Regions from separate parts of the Zea mays genome. Here region 2 is linked to region 1. The links are chromatin contacts, called in public Hi-C maps. All regions are on one chromosome and are shown on one strand. The core of a region is the stretch at or near the end of the contact, and the rest is flanking DNA. Distances in the headings are between cores, read along the strand shown. Region 1 holds the start of LOC103629887. Region 2 holds the start of LOC100384018.

Region 1 (3,723 bases), core at 553-3,052:
CATTTGGAGTGTGGAAAATGAAGTGAAAATTTTTATATAGAATGCCAAACTATCCTATGTGAAAGCAAAAAATGATAGTTGTGGTGACTATGGAACCCATAACTATATTCGTGAGCATAATGGACACTTTTCGTGATGAGTGTTGACAACTATTTCTATGTATTTGAGCTAGATTGTTAGCTTGAATTTATCTAATGATACTTGATTTAATCTTAACATGTGTAGTGAACAATACAGTGCACTGTTGTTTCCTTTTTAAATTACTTGGCAAACAAAACGTTGTTGTCCTTAAAAATAATAATACATCACCCAAAGGGTATAAGGGACACTTTCCACAAAAATATCAAATATCTAGAGTTAAAGCTGGTCTATGAGACAAACAACGATTCAAATACAGAGCGAATCCACGGTGGAGCTGCTCCATGGTAGAGCTAGTGGAATCTAGTTAAAATTGCTGGACCAGAACATATCATTTTTTTAAGCGTATGCACATCGACTTGTAAGGCTATAGTAGTAGATCATGTATATGATCTTGTAAAACACTCATTGTTTATAAAGTGTTACAAAGTGGAGTTTGAAATATAAGATAAGAATAAGTAAGCTGCTCGAACTAGCCTAACTAGTGAAAATTATCAAGTTGCATTTCTCATGACGTTTTTTACTGAGGTCCTGTAACTTCTATATCCGATGTTTACACAAGAATTAAGAACTCCCCTACCCCTTTTCAGCCACACCAAGAACAATGTGCAAACGGCTGGCTACTAAACGAACATGGCAAGCGTTATTCTTGAGCAAGCAAGCGGCGAAAAGCCGTGGCCGTGACATCGCGCCGCGGCCTGATCCTGCCCCGTTGCGCTCGTCTGCTTCAGTAATTCTTGGTGGGAGTCTCCCCGACGGCGTCCTGCCTGCACTGCTGGAACACGTGCAGGATGTTGCGGTAGGGGCTGCTCCTGGACGACGGCGAGGCGGTGCCCGCGCGGTGGCGCTTGCTGCTCGACGGCCGCGAGTCCGGGCTGAGCGCTTCCTCCCCCTCCTCCGCCCCTTCTCGCGCAGGCCGCTCGACCTCCGCCGCGTCCTTCCGTAGAGTCTCCAGGAACGACTCCTTCAGCGCCCCATCGATCTGATGGATCAGACAAGCGAAACAACGTTTCATCTTCAAGTCACGGCCGATGGAGGAAGGACACCGTGCGGTGTGGGGTTCGAATCGAATCCAGGTGGAGGAGGAGGATTGAGTCGCTCACCGTGAGAGGGCAGAAGTCCGGCATGGGCCACGCGACGGGCCCGCAGTCGTCGAGAGGCTCCGGGAGGGGCTCCACGGGCGCCATCTCCTCCTCCTCCTCCTCCCCTGCGTCCCCGACGCCCACGCCCGCCCCGTCGATGACGACGTCGTCCGCCGCCGCCTCGACCTTATCCTGCGCCCGCCACAAAGGTCACCCATGGTCAGCAAACACCAGCGGGCAACGGCGACTCTATCGATCGTGCACGCTGGGACGGCCGGCCCGGCCGAAAAGAGGGATCGATTCCGGGTACCATGAAGCTCGCGCCAGCCTCCACCATCCGATTCTATCCCCTCCCCGCCTCGCCTCCGATTCAGAGAACGTCCCGGCGTCTTGCCTTCTCCTTCCGGTCGATCGATGCTCGAGGCGGGGATCTTTTCGGACTCACGGCGCGATGTGGTTCGAGTTTGAAATGGGGTGATGGCAGTGGTGCGTGTGGGGGTGGGGGACTGGGGGTAGCGAGGCGAGAGCGTAACGGCCGCATTAATTATGGGAGAGGAAATGACCGCGTTAATTCGGGGCATTTGGGAGGAGAGAGGTGGGGATTTGGGGCAAAAGCAACGGCTACCTTTTGGGCCGTGCCAAACGGGGAAGCCCGCTTGCGGGTATGTCGAGGCGGATCCGATTTGGGGGCAAGTGAAGGGATCCAAGTACTATCGAATCTAGTCATGCATAGTTTTTGTTTTTTTACAATGTCTTTTACGAGTCATTATTAAGTCTATCCTCTAATTTTAAACTACCCATTCTCGATATTCCTGGACAAGATACTTAAAAAAAGGAGTGTACATAATTTTTACAATACATATAATTGTGTAATTATAGTCTCATAGCCCCCTCTGGTTATGTGCACGCGCAACTCTACCCGCTGATTACATTGACAGGTGAGCCCTGTCCGTCTTCACATTGGTCCCGTGGCTTGGACGAAGTCCGCCGCGCTCATAGCCTTCGCTTGGAGGAGCCTTCGCATCTCTCGCTGGCCTGTCTTTGTTGGGGGCCACGACCTAGATGAGTGAGTCTACCGCTCCCGAAGCTTTCTCCTGGAGGAGCCTCGCGTCTTCCATCGGCTTTTGCTACGACGGTGCCATGGTGAAGGCTTCTTGTTTTCGGTCGTCCCACTCAAGATAGGTCGAGGACTCACACACATTTGTCTCTGCAAGCTGATGGCCAATGTCGTCAAAGTTATTACCACACGAAGTCTCTAGTTACCTGCAACATTGCAGTTGGTCGAGGGTTGATAATGACTTCGCTTTGCCGACCGAGGGCCAGGTTGGCCTTCACCCCAACACTTATGCCTATATAATTTATCTTTCGATGGCCACCAAAAATAACAAGGTGACTTTAGGGTGACCACATGTTAGTTGCCAAAAATAAGCTAATTTTTAGGTTTAGAAAATCAGTCGTTGAAAATAACAGGATTACTTTGGATGGCCACGTGTCATACGCCGAAATTTAGCTTATTTTCGACAGGGCGTTAACTTCGTGCCACTAAAAATTAATGTGGTTGCTGAAATTCGTATCCGGTATCCTGATACATTTTCACCCCTAGAGTAGTCCCTGTGTGACACTGAGCCCTCTGCCGTCGACGTCCAGGTCTCCAGCGCGACATGTGCGTGAGCACTTCGTCTCTTCGCCAGGCGTAGAAGCGCAGTGAGCTGGTCCAAGATTCTCATTTCTAAATAGCGACCACTAAAAAGTCGAGTATTTAATTTTTACTAATTATATATACAAGAAAAATATTAATATTTATAACGCACAATAGATATTTTTAAATATATTTTTGAATAAATTTTAATAATGAACTTATTTAGAGATACAAAGGTTACTACTATTTTCTATGAACCTAGTTAATTTTTTTTAAAAAAAATTGACTGATACAAATATCATAGCACTAGTTATTTTAGAACAAATAGTATAATTACTTTCTTTGTTCTCGCAACACACACAAAAAAATCGTTATTTCTTAATAAATTGTGGACGTGAAATAATAAAAAAATGCTGCACATGCCGCAACGATGGCCCTGTCAGTGTCAGCTTGTCCCTGAATGATGTGTAGCACCCAGTCCAGTCCGATAGGTCCAGCCTTTTGCTTGCACCCTTTTGCGAACGTATCCAGTGAGTTCACGGGATCGAGCCGCAAGCTGCGATCGTATAGACTATCCTTCCTGGGCTACAAGCCAAAGGCGTCTTTTACCACTGCCGGGTCGGCGGCGGCAGCAAACAGAGCGGGGCAGCGCGCGCAAGGGAAAAAGCGGCAGTGCGGACAATACAGGGATCTGGGATGGGCAGCCGGCCGGAAGGAACAGGCAAGGATAGACTCTTGTTCGATCGCCTCCCGTCCCGACCAAATCTGCTGCCCCAGACGGTGACGGCAACGCCCCGCCGCCGGCCGCCCAGCGCAGTGTGCTGGACTTCCGCCGTGTTTGGCCGTTACCCCACCCGGCTTGCC
Region 2 (3,709 bases), core at 880-3,379, 300 kb before region 1:
TGACAAGTCTTTTTCGAGAGATGTTAGAAAGTCTATCTAGTGAAAAATATACATCATGTTTGGTTTGAGGAATAAGATAGTCTATAGACTATCGTCTTCCCACTCCTCATTTTTTTGTTTGGTTCACAAAATAGAATGAATTGATCAATCGCCATTTCATTTCTCATAGTCTAATAATTAGTAATAATACGAGAAATGAGTTCATTCCATCAAATTTATGGAATGAATTCATGATATAACACCTGAATTTATTTTTCAAACCAAACACCTCCATAATTAATACTGACTTAACCGTTCTCTAAGTTGGTTTTATGGATCTGCTTTGCTCTTGTGTGTATCGATCACGGACGTACTAGCCCTTACTGTCACTGATATATCTTACTGATATATAATCCGGAATTCCGGATCTTCAGCTGTGTGTTATATGGAAAGGTGGCGTGACAAATTGCACGCGAAATTTTCTTGCTTTCCAACTTTTACAATCACAATGGAAAAACTATTTTATTTTCACCTAGCATTTTTAGTTAGTACTAAAAAGATCTACGTATTTTTTTTTGTACAAACACTACTAGTGACTAGAGTGAAGCTACGAGCTGAGGCTGTCGCACCGTGCCGGAGCGAAGGACAAGCGGTCGTTCTCGAGGTCGTACACGACGTGCGTGTTCTGCTGCTGGAAGTTGCCGATGACGGTCTGCTCCCCTGGCGCGGCGTCCAGCACGACGCACAACACGCGTGCGCCGAGGTCCTCGAACACGTAGTTGCCGCGTGGGAGCTCCCAGTCGGCGCCCTCCAGGTGCAGCGCGTCAGCGACGGGACGGCGGGGCGGCGCCACAGCGCCGACACGGGCAGCGCGAAGCAGACGTCGAGCGCCGACCCCTCCACGCCGCTCGGCGGCAGCCCGACCTGCGCCGCGAACTCCGCCTTCACGGCCTCGTACACTTCCTCGGGAAGCGTCGTGATGGACGCGCCCGAGTCGATGATCGTCGACCGGAACTTCGTCTCCGGAACCGGCAGCCGTGTCTTGCCGACGGATATGCCCTTAAGCGAGAGGAAGTAGAGCGAGGGCTGCGAGGGGTTCTTGAAGAGTGGGGTGGTGCGGACCTCGCCGCTGTGCGCGTGGCTGTAGAGCGCGGCCGGCGCGCCGCCAAGAGTGACGATGCTGCTCTTGGAGTCGAACATGGATGTGAAGCAGTAGGAGAAGCTCGTGGCGTTGAGCTGGGAGGGGAGTGACCACCTCCCCCTGCCAAAGCCGGCGATACCGGTCTCGTTCGACTGGAACACGCCCTTGTTGAAGTGGCCGCAGCCGAAGGTCAGGCGCCGCGTGGCGGGGAGGCTGCCGTCGCCATTACGACGGCCGTTGTCCCCGAAGGTGAAGCGGTCGGTGGCGATCTTGCCGACGGTGACCGACTTATCGCCGTAGTGGTAGACGTAGACGCAGCTCCGGCCGCCGCACGACGTGAACGGGAGCGCGCGGCACCGCGGCGCGCCGCAGGGGAGCGCGGCGTACGTGGAGGACGCCGCGGGGTCCAGGAGCGGGATGCCCTGGTCGAAGCAGTCGCGGCAGGGCGCGCACTGCGTCCAGACGAGGTCGCTGCCGGTGTCGAGCGTGAGCGCCACGGGCCGCGGCGGCGTGCCGACCGCCAGGTGCACCAGATACTCGTTCGTCGCAATCCCGCCGGCGGCGGCGACGAGCCCTGCGCGCACCCGCGCGCGCACGGGGCGTTCGTGCGAGGACAGGAGCCGGCGGCGCGCCCTGGCTCGGTGCGCCATTCGCCGCACGAGCTCGGGCCTCGCGAAGCCGCGGCCGGCGTCGGAGTGCGTGAGCAGCGCCACCACGACGCCGGCGCCGGAGACAGGCGCCGCGCGCACGGGGAGGGAGATCAGTACCAGCAACGCCACGAGCTGCTGCATAGCTTGTATTGAGGTTACAGGAGCTTGCCACAGGGACCGCGCTGCACATTTATGCTCCCAAAAACACGCGGATCATGGCGATCAGTGACCAGTAGGAATTGGCATCGGATTAAGGACTGGATATAGTAGTTCAGAGGAGTGAGGACAGGTAATTAGGTGATGCCTGCTTGTTTTCTAAAAGAAAATTGTATAAGGCCGTTTTGGCATGCACTCTTTTGTTCAGTATTTTGCACACTCGGCGACAAAACAAGATGTAAATGAACTGGTGAAGACGCTGGGACGGCACCAGCGTGTATGTTTGACCCTTTCCTGACGTCTTTTTAAAGATCGTATGAGCTATGCTCCAGAGAACTTCTAAGACGCAGAAATATGTGTTTGGATGACTACAACTGCGTGCTATGCAGTCTTTTTAACCCTCATATCTGAGCAACAAATTGCCCTTCTTCATGGAAGCACTAATAACCATTTGTTGGTTTTAGTGGCGGACGCATAATGAAAATTCATAGGAGGCCAAGAAAACCACGCGACAAAATCAAACAAGACTCTAAAAACTAGTGTTGCATAAAATTAAAGTTTCATATTAATACATAATACATGTTTAAAGAAAAAAACTTTATAAATAGAAAAACAAATATACTACTAAGTTCCTGTTAACTAAGACAATTACGTCCTTCTCTAGTTTTGAGACGTTGAAATTGTCGAATAATGATCTCATCATCATTAATGTAGGATATGCAACTATTTCATCTAGATTAAATGCCCTTCTAACACTTGATTGTTCTAAAGTTCTTGTTTATGCAATAGGTGTGTCGTTTACATTGGTATTGTCCTAACCACCGGTCGTGGATCCACCTAAAAGCGGTTGAAAAATCTCTACATTTATCTAAATGAAGAGGAGCAATAATCATCAACTACTTATGTATCCACAATCAAAATTGAACATTCCAATCTAATCCAAATATTCAATCTGTTAATCGAATAAAAAAACCACCACTAAATGAAAGCCATGTGTATCTTGTCCAATATCGATCTCCTCCGCGAAAGGCAGGGCATCCGGAAGGGGGCATGGTTGGGTGGCGTCGCTGATTGAGAGTTAGGACTCGCTGGTTCGCTAAGCTCGTGCGGCCGTGGAGGATAGGTCGTGTTGTTACGATGAGCGATATCAGGCCTGTTAGACGGGTCGGTGCCGCGACAATGATGAGCGAGGAAAGGGTGTCACGAAGGGGGCGAAGTCAGACGGTTTCGCGCGTCGGGAACGAGATGTTAAAGCGGACATGCTCGGGAAGCGTTGGAAAGAATAAAGCTGGATAGATAGATGTGAGATCTATGCTAAGAAGGGCGACGGGAGTCGAGAGGACTAGACCGTCCGGTAAAGAGACCTAGGACAGGGTTGTTTTGGCTCACCCTAAACTTTATTTTCCTTCTATATTTAATATTTGGTATAAGTGGTTTTAGGAAATTGAGGGGGGGGGCATGGCCATATATGATCAGTGCGAAGTGATATGAGATTTTCAGGGGAATGTGGCCCTCATTGCAGCATCCACTGAAACCCTTCTGCGTTGAGCCTCAATTGCACTTCAGAGAAATGATATGATCCTCAGTGCGAAAACAGTCGTTGCTGTGTTGAGCCTTGTTTTGTCCCAAGGAAATTTTTAATAATTGGATCAAACGCCTCCACACACGCTCCCGTACACCCAGTACATTAGCCACATCCCTAAGGATCTACAGAAATGGTGTTTCATGCGTGCTTTGGGTTTCAACCCTAAAACGACTCCCAGAAGGAAACCCTGACGCGGAC

Evidence for each region. Hi-C and Micro-C count contacts between places; a contact is called where the count stands out from the background.
Region 2: a contact with region 1 is called in a Hi-C map of ear, with 1.9 times the contacts expected there. The contact joins the promoter of LOC100384018 here to the promoter of LOC103629887 in region 1. A contact is called at or near these places in 4 of 25 Hi-C or Micro-C datasets (ear, leaf, leaf mesophyll and 1 more).

The regions. Positions count from the first base shown.
Region 1 is chr6:120,718,424-120,722,146 of Zm-B73-REFERENCE-NAM-5.0, reverse strand. It overlaps LOC103629887, which reads right to left and starts at 1,802. Exons shown (of 3, transcript XM_008650986.3): 1 at 1,531-1,802; 2 at 1,242-1,412; 3 at 495-1,120. The coding sequence starts at 1,557. The coding sequence ends at 866.
Region 2 is chr6:121,020,743-121,024,451 of Zm-B73-REFERENCE-NAM-5.0, reverse strand. LOC100384018 reads right to left here and starts at 2,129. Exons shown (of 1, transcript NM_001176629.1): 1 at 427-2,129. The coding sequence starts at 1,911. The coding sequence ends at 541.